2 separate regions of the Sus scrofa genome follow, and region 2 is linked to region 1. The links are chromatin contacts, called in public HiChIP or PLAC-seq maps. All regions are on one chromosome and are shown on one strand. Each heading gives the region's core, a stretch centred on a gene start, on an enhancer-like site or on the middle of the called end of the contact. The rest is flanking DNA. Distances are from core to core; before and after follow the strand shown.

Region 1 (4,886 bases), core at 1,779-4,278:
AGGAGTACAAGCCCAGAGGTCTCCCTGGAGGAAGGAGACAAATCAGAAAAGTTAAAATTCCCTGGGCTCTCCCAGGAATAAAGGAGACCCCCTTCCCACCTAGGAAGGAACACTGACCTGCTTAAGATTAGAGTAATCAGAACTATAACTCAGACCTCTTACTGAGAAACAAGTAAGTCTTACCTGTGTTTGATAGTAGAGTACATAGCTTAAATGTGTTTCATTTTGCACTGGCCCCCAGGGAGCTCAGACAAACACCATAACAATTACCACCAATTGCTGAGTGTCACTAAGCATTGAGGCACTACACTAGGAATTTTATATATATTAGCTATTAAATAATTCAATTCCCCACAAACAAGCCCATGAGTTTGTGGAATAACAAACATTTCATCTCAAGCACCATCTCTAATTGATGGCAATTAGAGGAAAGAATTATCACATCAATTTACACTGCCTGCTGTGAACATGGACTGGAGAAGGGTCTGTGCACTGAGCATAGGTATTATTAGCTCAATTTCATGACTGAAGAAACTGAGGATTAATGATAACTAAGATCACAGTTTGTGCATAAGGATTTGATCCCAGAGCTGTCCACCTTCTCCTCCTTTTCCTTGTATCCTACCTCTGTGATCCCAAACCAGCCCATGGAAAATGTCTCAGTTTTTTCCCAAGCAGCTGTGCCCCACCTAAATGGAAGCCTGTCCTCCTACCTTCCTATCACCCTCACCACTTACTTCCCAGATGCTCGGACAACCTGGAGCTCCCGTTCCCCGAGCCCCAGGCACTGGCTCAACTCTGGAAGCACTGAGACCAACGTCAGCTCCCCTGGTTTTCCTGGAAAGAAAAAAAAAAAAAAAAAAGGAAAAATCCAAGTTGCTCCCATTGGCAACTTTATCCCCCCATGCCTTCTCTTCACTACTTCCTCCCCTCAGAGACATCAATACCCTTCTCATTACATCTCTTTCCCCCATCCATACCTGTCACTGGCAGACCCTGTGGCTTGTTCAACGTCACCAGAGGTCCTGAAACATATATTATATAAACATCAGCAATAGCAAAAGCAGCTTACAAAGCACTTTCTCAATACATACCATCCTGTGGTCCCGCTACAACTCAGACATGACTTATCCACTACACTCTGAACTGAATTTCTTTCTGTGTCTTGCATGTACTAAGCCTGCTGCCTGCTACCCCAGGGCTTTTGCATTTGCTGTTTCCTCTGTCTGATTTTCACATGGCTGACTCCTTCATTTCATCCTGGCTCAAATGTCTCAATCCCCAATCTAATGTCGGCTCCCTTCCTGTAGTTCCTTATCATTATAATACCTTTTTTTTTCTTTTTTTTTAGGGCCGCAACTGCCGCATATGGAAGTTCACTCTAGGGGTCAAAATGGAGCTGCAGCTGCCAGCCTCAGCCACAGCAATGTGGAATCTAAGCCACAGTCTGCCCGCATCTGTGACCTACACCACAGCTGGTGGCAACGCAGGATCCTTAACCCACTGAGTGAGGCCAGGGATCAAACCAGCATCCTCATGGATACTAGTTGGGTTCTTAACCCAGGCTACAAGTGGTACTCTTTTTTTTTTTTTTTTTTTTTTTTTTGGTCTTTTCTAGGGCCGCTCCTGTGGCATATGGAGGTTCCCAGGCTAGGGGTCTAATCGGAGCTGTAGCCACCGGCCTACGCCACAGCCACAGCAAGGCCAGATCCGAGCCACGTCTGGGACCTACACCACAGCTCACGGCAACACCGGATCCTTAACCCACTGAGCAAGGCCAGGGATGGAACTCGCAACCTCACGGTTCCTAGTCAGAGTCCTTAACCACTGAGCCACGACGGGAACTTCCTGGTACTCTTATAACACCATTTTATTCATAGCACTGTTGACTAGTAAGTACCTGTTAATTTATTTCCTGGTTCATCAACTTCTCCCACTGAAATGTTGGCTCCCTAAGGGCATGAACCATATTTATCTTGTTCAGTACTATATAGCCATGTCTAGAACAGTGCCCAGAACATAGCCTATGTTCAATAAATAGTTGAGAAAATTAATAATAAATTACAGGAGACTGAGACTCAGGGAAATTATTTTCCTAAAGCCACACAACAAGCTGATTACAGAGCCGAGATATGATTTCAAAGCTTGTGTTTTGTCCATCAATAAAAACTTCATTACAGCAATTCCCATTGTGGAGTGCCTACTGTATGCAAGGTTCTCTACTTACACCCCCCACCCCCACCCCATACCCCTGTACCCATGATAGTGAGGCACTGAAGAGATTGTGTGGCTGGTCCTAACTCCAGTGGCTAGTGGGAATCAGAACCAGGATTTGACCCAGAAGCCTTTAGTAGGGAGCCCAGCCAGGTACCCGGAAGGCTAAGGTGAGAATTGCTCCCCTTCTTAATCTGTCTGCAGCCGTCCCTCCCACTCCTCACCTTTCTGGTCCACCACAGCCTCCCTCAGTACATCAACCAGCTCTTCCCGACTGAGATTCTCTGGCTGCAGCAGCCTCCGGAAAGGTTTGTCACCCAAGGAGCCCAACCGTTTGCTAGAACCTCGGGATTGCAGCTGATGCCTAGGAAAAGTAAGGTAAGCAACAGGAGAATCATAACTTCCCGAGGTGCCACCCATTCTTATTTCCAACATCTCTCTCCAAATCCTGCGGCTTCCCACAAATGCTTCCGAAAGCCTGAGTTGGGCATCCTGAAAATTCAGGTTCAACTAGCTGCATTTTACCCCGGGGAGAACTGAGGCTCAGAGAGGTCAATTGACTAACTTAGGGTCACACAGCAGGGCTAACTGCTGATCCCGCACACACCCTCATCTTGCCCCAACCTCCCTCCCGCATGAAACAGGAGGTGCGTAATCACCTGGCCTCGGTGCCAAAGCCTGCGGCCTTGGGCACTGCGCAGATCCCCAGACCCTGCCGACAGCCGCCCCAGACCTGGCCCCAGACACGGTAGCCACCCATCTCCGGTGTGAGGATAGTGCGCATGTGTCCGGAAGGGCTGCCCCGGCTCGCTCACAGCGCTCTGATTGGTCAGACTGATTGTCAATCGGAGTAGCGAGGGTCAGAGCGGCGACAAGAGGGAGCTTTGCCTTTGCTAGCAGAGGAAATGCCGAAATTCCTTTTTGTGCTTTGGGGGAAACGGTGGCACAGAGCAGAGGAGGATTTTACTCGAGGTCAGGGGTCCTGCCTTAGGACAAAGGCAGGACTAAAGGTAAAGGTTTTCTGATTACCCTTGTAATTCTTAAGAGTCGTCTTCTTTTTCCCACACCACAGCCACAGCAACACCAGATCCAAGCCGTGTCTGCAACCTACACCACAGCTCACGGCAATGTGGGATCCTTAACCCACTGAGCACAGCCAGGGATCAAACCTGCTTCCTCAGGATACTAGTCAGATTCATTTCTGCTGAGCCACTGGTGGGAACTCCCTTAGGAGTTTTCTGATTTAAAAAACAAAACCAAACAAAAAACCCAAACAAACAAAAATACCATTGTGCACGATCTTGCAAGGCAAATTGGAAAAAAAAACCCACATTCATTGGTCCAGTAACTTTGTTTTGAAGAACACAGCTAAGTGAATAATCCAAAAGGAAAAAAAGGCCAGAGGCTCAAAGAGGGTCACCACAGCATTATTTATTAAAGCGAAAACAGAACAAATAATCAAAGTGGAAACATAAATTGTCTTATGATTAGAACTGCCAGGGAAATAAATCTTATCATCACCAATTTCAACATTTTTTTTTTTTTTTTTGGTCTTTTTAGGGCTGCATCTGCGGCATATGGAGGATCCCAGACTAGGGGTCCAATAGGCACTGTAGCTGCTGGCCTACACCACAGCTCAGGGCAATGTCTCCTTAACCTACTGAGGGAGGCCAGGGATTGAACCTGCATCCTCATGGCAACTCCCGAATTTCAGCATTTTTTTAATGTTAACTTTGTGCTAGGCCTTGACATCTGTGAACCAGAAAGAGATTTTTAAGACTCAGCCCCACCCACAAGAAGTTCACCTTTAAAATAACAGCATCACAACCCACCTTGCGGAAACCCTGTGGAGATGCTGAGAGAGAGAGAGAGAAGAGTGAGGAGCCCATTGGAATTGAAGAAAGTACGGGAGTTGTGAGTGACGAGCTGTAAAGAAGTAATAGAAGATTCACCAGGAGGGAAAGGTATGGGGAGGAGGAGAGGGAGGGGGCAACCAGAGAAATAAGACATTAAATGCAATAAACCAAAGAGGAATTCCCGAGGTGGCACAACAGGATCCACACCCAGCACAGGGGGTTAAGGATCCTACATTGCCGAGGGTTCGGCTCAAATCTGATCCCTGGCCTCCCGGGAACTCCTTTTGCCACAGAGCAGCCAAAAATGGGGCGTGGGTGGGGGAGGCAAAGAATTGGGTTCCATCCGGTAGTTATAGCAATAGAAAAGTTATTTTCTATTACTTGTTTGCTAAGAGCACTGTAACTTTCAGTTCTTCTTTAGCAATAGTGAAAGACTACAAATCAAAATCCCTCAAGAGAGGAATGGCTAAGTCAGTTGTAGCACATACACATGCAGCCATTAACCGAAGACTGTATAGATCTACATGTGCAAATGTGAATCAATCTCCAGACTATACAAAATCAAAAAAACAAAGTGAAGGACAGTGTGACTAGAATATGTGTATTATGTGCCTGTTATTTATATATATTTATTATATTTACATACTTCTGCATTTCTGAAAGGGTGTACACAAATGAGATGGTGGTTGCTTCTGGAAAGGAATCAGAAGTGAGAACATGTATAATTATTTTTACCCTTTGGAACTTTTTTTTTTTTTAACCTCATTGATATATTATTTTCTTCACACAGATACATACACCCCAGTTTAAAAATCT
Region 2 (4,886 bases), core at 841-3,340, 79 kb before region 1:
CCCATCTTTGTAGGAACTTGCTTGGGGGCTCCTGTTCAGTCACTCAGCCCACACTGAATCATTCCTTGATCATTCATTAGACAAAGTCATTCAGCAAACATTCATTCACAGCCATTTGTTCTTTCAACACCTATGCAGCACGCCCTATGCTTAGAGGAAAATCCCTCAGGGTGGCAGCAAAATTCTTTATTCAACAAAGTCACTCATTCATTCATTAATTCAGCTCACCTCCCAGTTTCTCCCTCTCTAAATCCAAACGCTTAGGGGCACACTGATCTCTGGGAGAAGTGCAGAGAAGACCCCAGAGCAGCTTGTAGAAACGCACTGCCCTGGAGGATCCCCTTGTCCCAGAACCAGTGATGTCCCAGCCCCACCCTCAGAATTGCTGGGGTGTCTCCTCTCCCTCCCCCTTCTCCCTGCCAGGCCTCTTGGAAATCAGGTTTCCGGCAGCCTGGGCTTCCAGCAATATCTCTGCCACGTTTTTTAAATAGCTCCTTCCACACTGTTACCACAGCAACAGCAGCCACAGCTGGAGCTCCCCAGGCCTCTTATTACCCCCTCTCCCTTCTGACTCCCCATCTGGATCCCAGCAACCTGAGAAATTGTCCCACCCAACCTGTCCCTTCCTGGCTTCATCTCATCCTGATCCAGCCTATACTTTTCACCACTGAGACCTCACCACCACGGAGACTCTAACCAGTAGTAGAGGGTGAGCTCTCCCCATTTATCAGATGAAGAATGGGGAGACGAAGGTTGGTGATGGATAGGGTTTGGATCCAGAGTTGCTCAATGACCCCTAGCTGGGCCCCAGCAAAGACTGCTGGAGGCAAAGACCTAGGAAGGCACTGCAGCCAGACTAGGACCCATCCAGAGAACACAGCCTCTCAATCCCATCCCAGGTCCACAGAGAGTGAAGCCAAAACAGAGCTCAGTGTACTGTGTGTCCTCAGGGAGGGCCCTTTCCTTCTCTTTTTCCTCCATGGGAAAAAATGAGGGGAAGGTGCCCTGATTAGAGCTCCTAGTGTGGGATTCCACTCTTTGGATGGGACATGTTCCCAAGGGGGCCTGGCCACCAATCCCAAGGGGCAGAAACTTCTAGGAAAGGAGACTTGGTGGTAAGCTGTAGAGGCAGAATTTTAAACCCACCTGGAAGCCTGGCAGATATGAACCTCACAGTTTCACATCAAAAGCCACCCACACCCCTGAACCCAAACACCTGCCTCCAGCACACGCCATCCCCAGTTACTCTGACACTTGATCACACATGTACACCCGGACGTCAGCACACACATCCAAACACACACTCCCCCAGACATCCTCACACCCAAACATCCCTCTCATACCCCAAAACACACATCCATACACACCTTGATGACACCCAGACAGGCAGACACACACACTCACCTGTATACCAGACATCCCAGATTCATTCATACCTTTATCCTAGAAGCTCTTCAACTGCAAATCCTTATACTCCTAACTCCAAACATGGTCAGCACACAACTGTATACGTCCCCAACTCTGACTTACTGCCCTTTTGAGCTGGATACCAGCACACCACAACACCTGGACATATATCTGCAACAAAAGCACTGACTCCCAGACATCCGCACGGATACCCTTATACACCAACATGCTGCAACTTCATATCTGAAGCCCCTTGCCAAAGCTAAGTCACTCTCATATCCCAACACATCCATACCTCCAAATGCCCAGTCCTTCCACATTCAGGCCCAGCTGAAGGCAGACACGCACGCACACACATCCCTTCCCCACCTTCCTCTTTTACCCACTCAGTTTCCCACCGGCACCTGCTGGGCCTGGGGCAGAGGTTGGGGAGTGAGGCCCGGCCCTGCCCATCTAGAGTCCGGCACGCCCGGGCTCCCCTTTCCATCCTTGGGGGAGGGTATCCAGCGGCTGCGCCCAGGGTCGGGCGGCGCGGCTTTGGGCTTGTACCTGCGGCTGCCCCGCCGCGGGGCTGGCTGGGAGGCCGGAGGTGCCTGGTGCTGGGCTCTGGCCGCTGGCCGCTGGCCGCCGTCCGCCGCCCGCCGCTGCTGCGCGCCTGGCCCCGCCGCCGGCTCTCTCGCTGGGGCTTGGTTCGGACTCGGCTGGCTCCCTCCGCCCGCCTGCGGCTCTGATGTCAGTGGAGGAGGAGCCTGCGACGGAGGGACTGGGGACTGGGAGGTGAGGCTCCGCTCCCGGGCTGGGAAAGGGGCGAGAGGTCAGGAGTTAACAGCGGCCGCCCTTCGTGCAGGTCAGATCCTCCGCTGGGTTCTTTTCATCCTTCGTCATCAGGCTGGGTCCCCGTTTCACAGTAGGAACAACTGAGGCACAGAGAGATGAAGCGCTCAAAGTCAGTTGGTCAGAAGCAGAGTCGAATTCGAACACAAGTCTGTCTGATGCCGGAAGCTGGCCATTTTCGCCCTATCTCTAGGAGTTTCTTTCAGACCAGTTCTGGGAGCTCCCTTAGGGTTGGGCGCTGTCCTACTCTCCCTGCCCCTGTCCGCCCCTGGGAATTAGGCCCAGGGAAGAGCTCTAGAGACTGAGAGGAGTGGAGGCCTGGGGCCGTTCGGAAAGGACAAGGCAAGGGTAGGTGATGAAGAGAATTGAGACAGTCTTAGGGTGGGGATCCCATTTGACTTGCGGGAAAACTGAGGTCCCTCTCTGAGGCAGAGCTAAGGCTCTAATTCTCCACACCTGCAGAGCTGATGCTCTAATTCCCTACACCTGCGGGCCAGATCGGGTGTGGTGCCCAGAGGGACTGGGGCGGGGAGGGAAGGGGGAGGGGGGAGAGTTAAATCTGGATCCTCGTGGAAGCGGGCCAAAGAGGACCACGTGACTGGGCTGGCGCCAGCGGCCTTTGGCTCAGGGCCAGGTTGGGAGAGGAAGCCCAAAACCGCTCTGGGGCGGCGGGCAAGGGGCCAAAAGACCTGGTCTGTGTCCTCTTGAGCAAGGCCTTCCTTGGGGAGAAGGGACTGAGGGAGCAACTCCCAGAAAGAAGGGGTGGGGCTGGACTGGAGCCAGCCGGAGGAGGCACGTTTCTGGGGACCCCCCACTCCACCTCATGGCCGCTCCTCAATCTTGAATTCCTGCATTTTACAGCTGCAGATAGGGAGAGGACAATGCTTAGCTCAATCTCATTTTCAATTGGCTTTTCCCTGTCTTAACCTCAGGACTGTGTCCGAAGGTGGTCAGGTTATTGTGCCCATTCTACAATGAGAGAGGAAGAGGTTCCTAGAAAGGCTTTAGAGACTAACTTTTCTGAGTCACACTTTACCTCTCTTAGCCTCAATTTCTTCATTTGGAATATGGAATATTGATGACTGACTCAGAATTTTCCTGAGAATTCTGTGGGATAATGGATGTGACGTGCCTGGAGTACCACCGGGGTTCAAAATATGACAGCTAGACTTACTTTAGGGTAAACTGAGGTTCAGAGAAGGAACCTGTTTTTTCTGGGGTCAGGGGACTAAGGAGCAATTCCCCTCCCTCAGATCTCCTTGCCTTTGGTTGGATTCTTTCACATGTCAGGTAATAGAATCCGAAACTAAACCAGCTTCACCAAAGAGGAACCAATGGCTCATAATAGCTGAGGCAAGATGGATGGAAGAACGCCATGGGTCAGAATCTGAGACTGGAATTGGAGACAAAGTAGCTGTAGGATTTGCTTTCTCTCATCTCTCCTTGTCTCCATGTCTACTTTGGCTTCCGTTCCTCTGCAGAGTCATCTCCTTTATCTGTCAGGAAGCATGGTGTGAAGCAGCTCCAGCTTTCCAAATGAACCCAACGAAAGAGGAGCTACACCCACTTTCTTATATCAGTCACAGGGAAGGACTCTGATGGGGTTTGCTGGAGTGACATGCCTACCCCATTACCCCCAAAATTTTTGCCGGGAGGATGAGGTACTATTCTGGGTAAGTGTACTGTCATAGGTAGTCACACTCGCAGTCACACGGAATGAGAATGGCTGTCATGTCCAAAGGAAGTAGCAGTGCTGAGCAGGCACAACTAACAAATCCATGTCAGACCTCCTCCCTTCAGTCAGGAAAAACAAACAAACAAACAAACAATGTTAGTATGTTTTGGTATGTAGTCTTCCAGACTTTTTTTGAATGTGTATTGATTGGGTTGTTTTTTTCTTGTTGAGTTGTATGAGCTGTTTGTATATTTTGGAAATTAAGCCCTCATTGGTTTCATCACGTGCAAATATTTTCTCCTAGATTGTAGGTTCTCTTTTCATTTTCTTTATGGTTTCCTTTGCTGTGCAGAAACGTGTAACTTTGATTAGGTTCCATTTGTTCATTTTTTTTTTTTATTTGTATTGCTTTGGGAGACTGACCTGAGAAAATGCTGGTATAATTTATGTCAGAGAATGTTTTACCTAGGTTCTCTTCTAGATGTTTTATGGTGTCATGCCTTATGTTTAAGTCTTTAAGCCATTTTGCGTTTATTATTACATATGGTGTGAGGATGTGTTCTAACTTCATTGTCTACATGTGACTATCCCACTCTTCCAACACCACTTGTTGAAGAGACTATATTTTTCCATTGTAAATTATTGCCTCCTTTGTCAAAGATTAATTGACCACAAGTGTGTGAGTTTATTTCTGGGTTCTCTATTCTGTTCCATTGATCCATATGTCTATTTAAGTGCCAATACCATGCCTTTTTGATTACTGTAGCTTTGTAGTATTGTCTGAAGTTTGAGAATTTTATGCTTCCTGCTTTGTTCTTTTTCGTCAAGATTACTTTGGCAATTCTGGGTCTTTTATGGTTCCATATAAATTTTAGGATTATTTGTTCTGGTTCTGTGAAAAAAGGCATGGGTAATTTGATAGGGATTGCATTAAATCTGTAGATTGCTTTAGGTAGTATGACCATTTTAT

Evidence for each region. HiChIP or PLAC-seq counts read pairs in DNA pulled down with a chosen protein or histone mark.
Region 2: an H3K27ac HiChIP or PLAC-seq map of alveolar macrophages shows a contact between it and region 1. The contact joins the promoter of CAMK1 here to the promoter of RPUSD3 in region 1. A contact is called at or near these places in 1 of 47 Hi-C or Micro-C datasets (heart right ventricle) and 2 of 2 datasets of contacts at active chromatin or transcription factors (alveolar macrophages and skeletal muscle).

Annotation. Positions count from the first base shown.
Region 1 is chr13:66,130,746-66,135,631 of Sscrofa11.1, forward strand. It overlaps RPUSD3 (RNA pseudouridylate synthase domain-containing protein 3), which reads right to left and starts at 3,029. Exons shown (of 9, transcript XM_013981960.2): 1 at 2,874-3,029; 2 at 2,439-2,578; 3 at 981-1,025; 4 at 738-837; 5 at 1-24. The coding sequence starts at 2,998. It overlaps LOC106505669 (a long non-coding RNA gene), which reads left to right and starts at 3,065. Exons shown (of 3, transcript XR_002337652.1): 1 at 3,065-3,224; 2 at 3,957-4,178.
Region 2 is chr13:66,053,168-66,058,053 of Sscrofa11.1, forward strand. It overlaps CAMK1 (calcium/calmodulin dependent protein kinase I), which reads right to left and starts at 2,091. Exons shown (of 14, transcript NM_001190195.2): 1 at 1,957-2,091.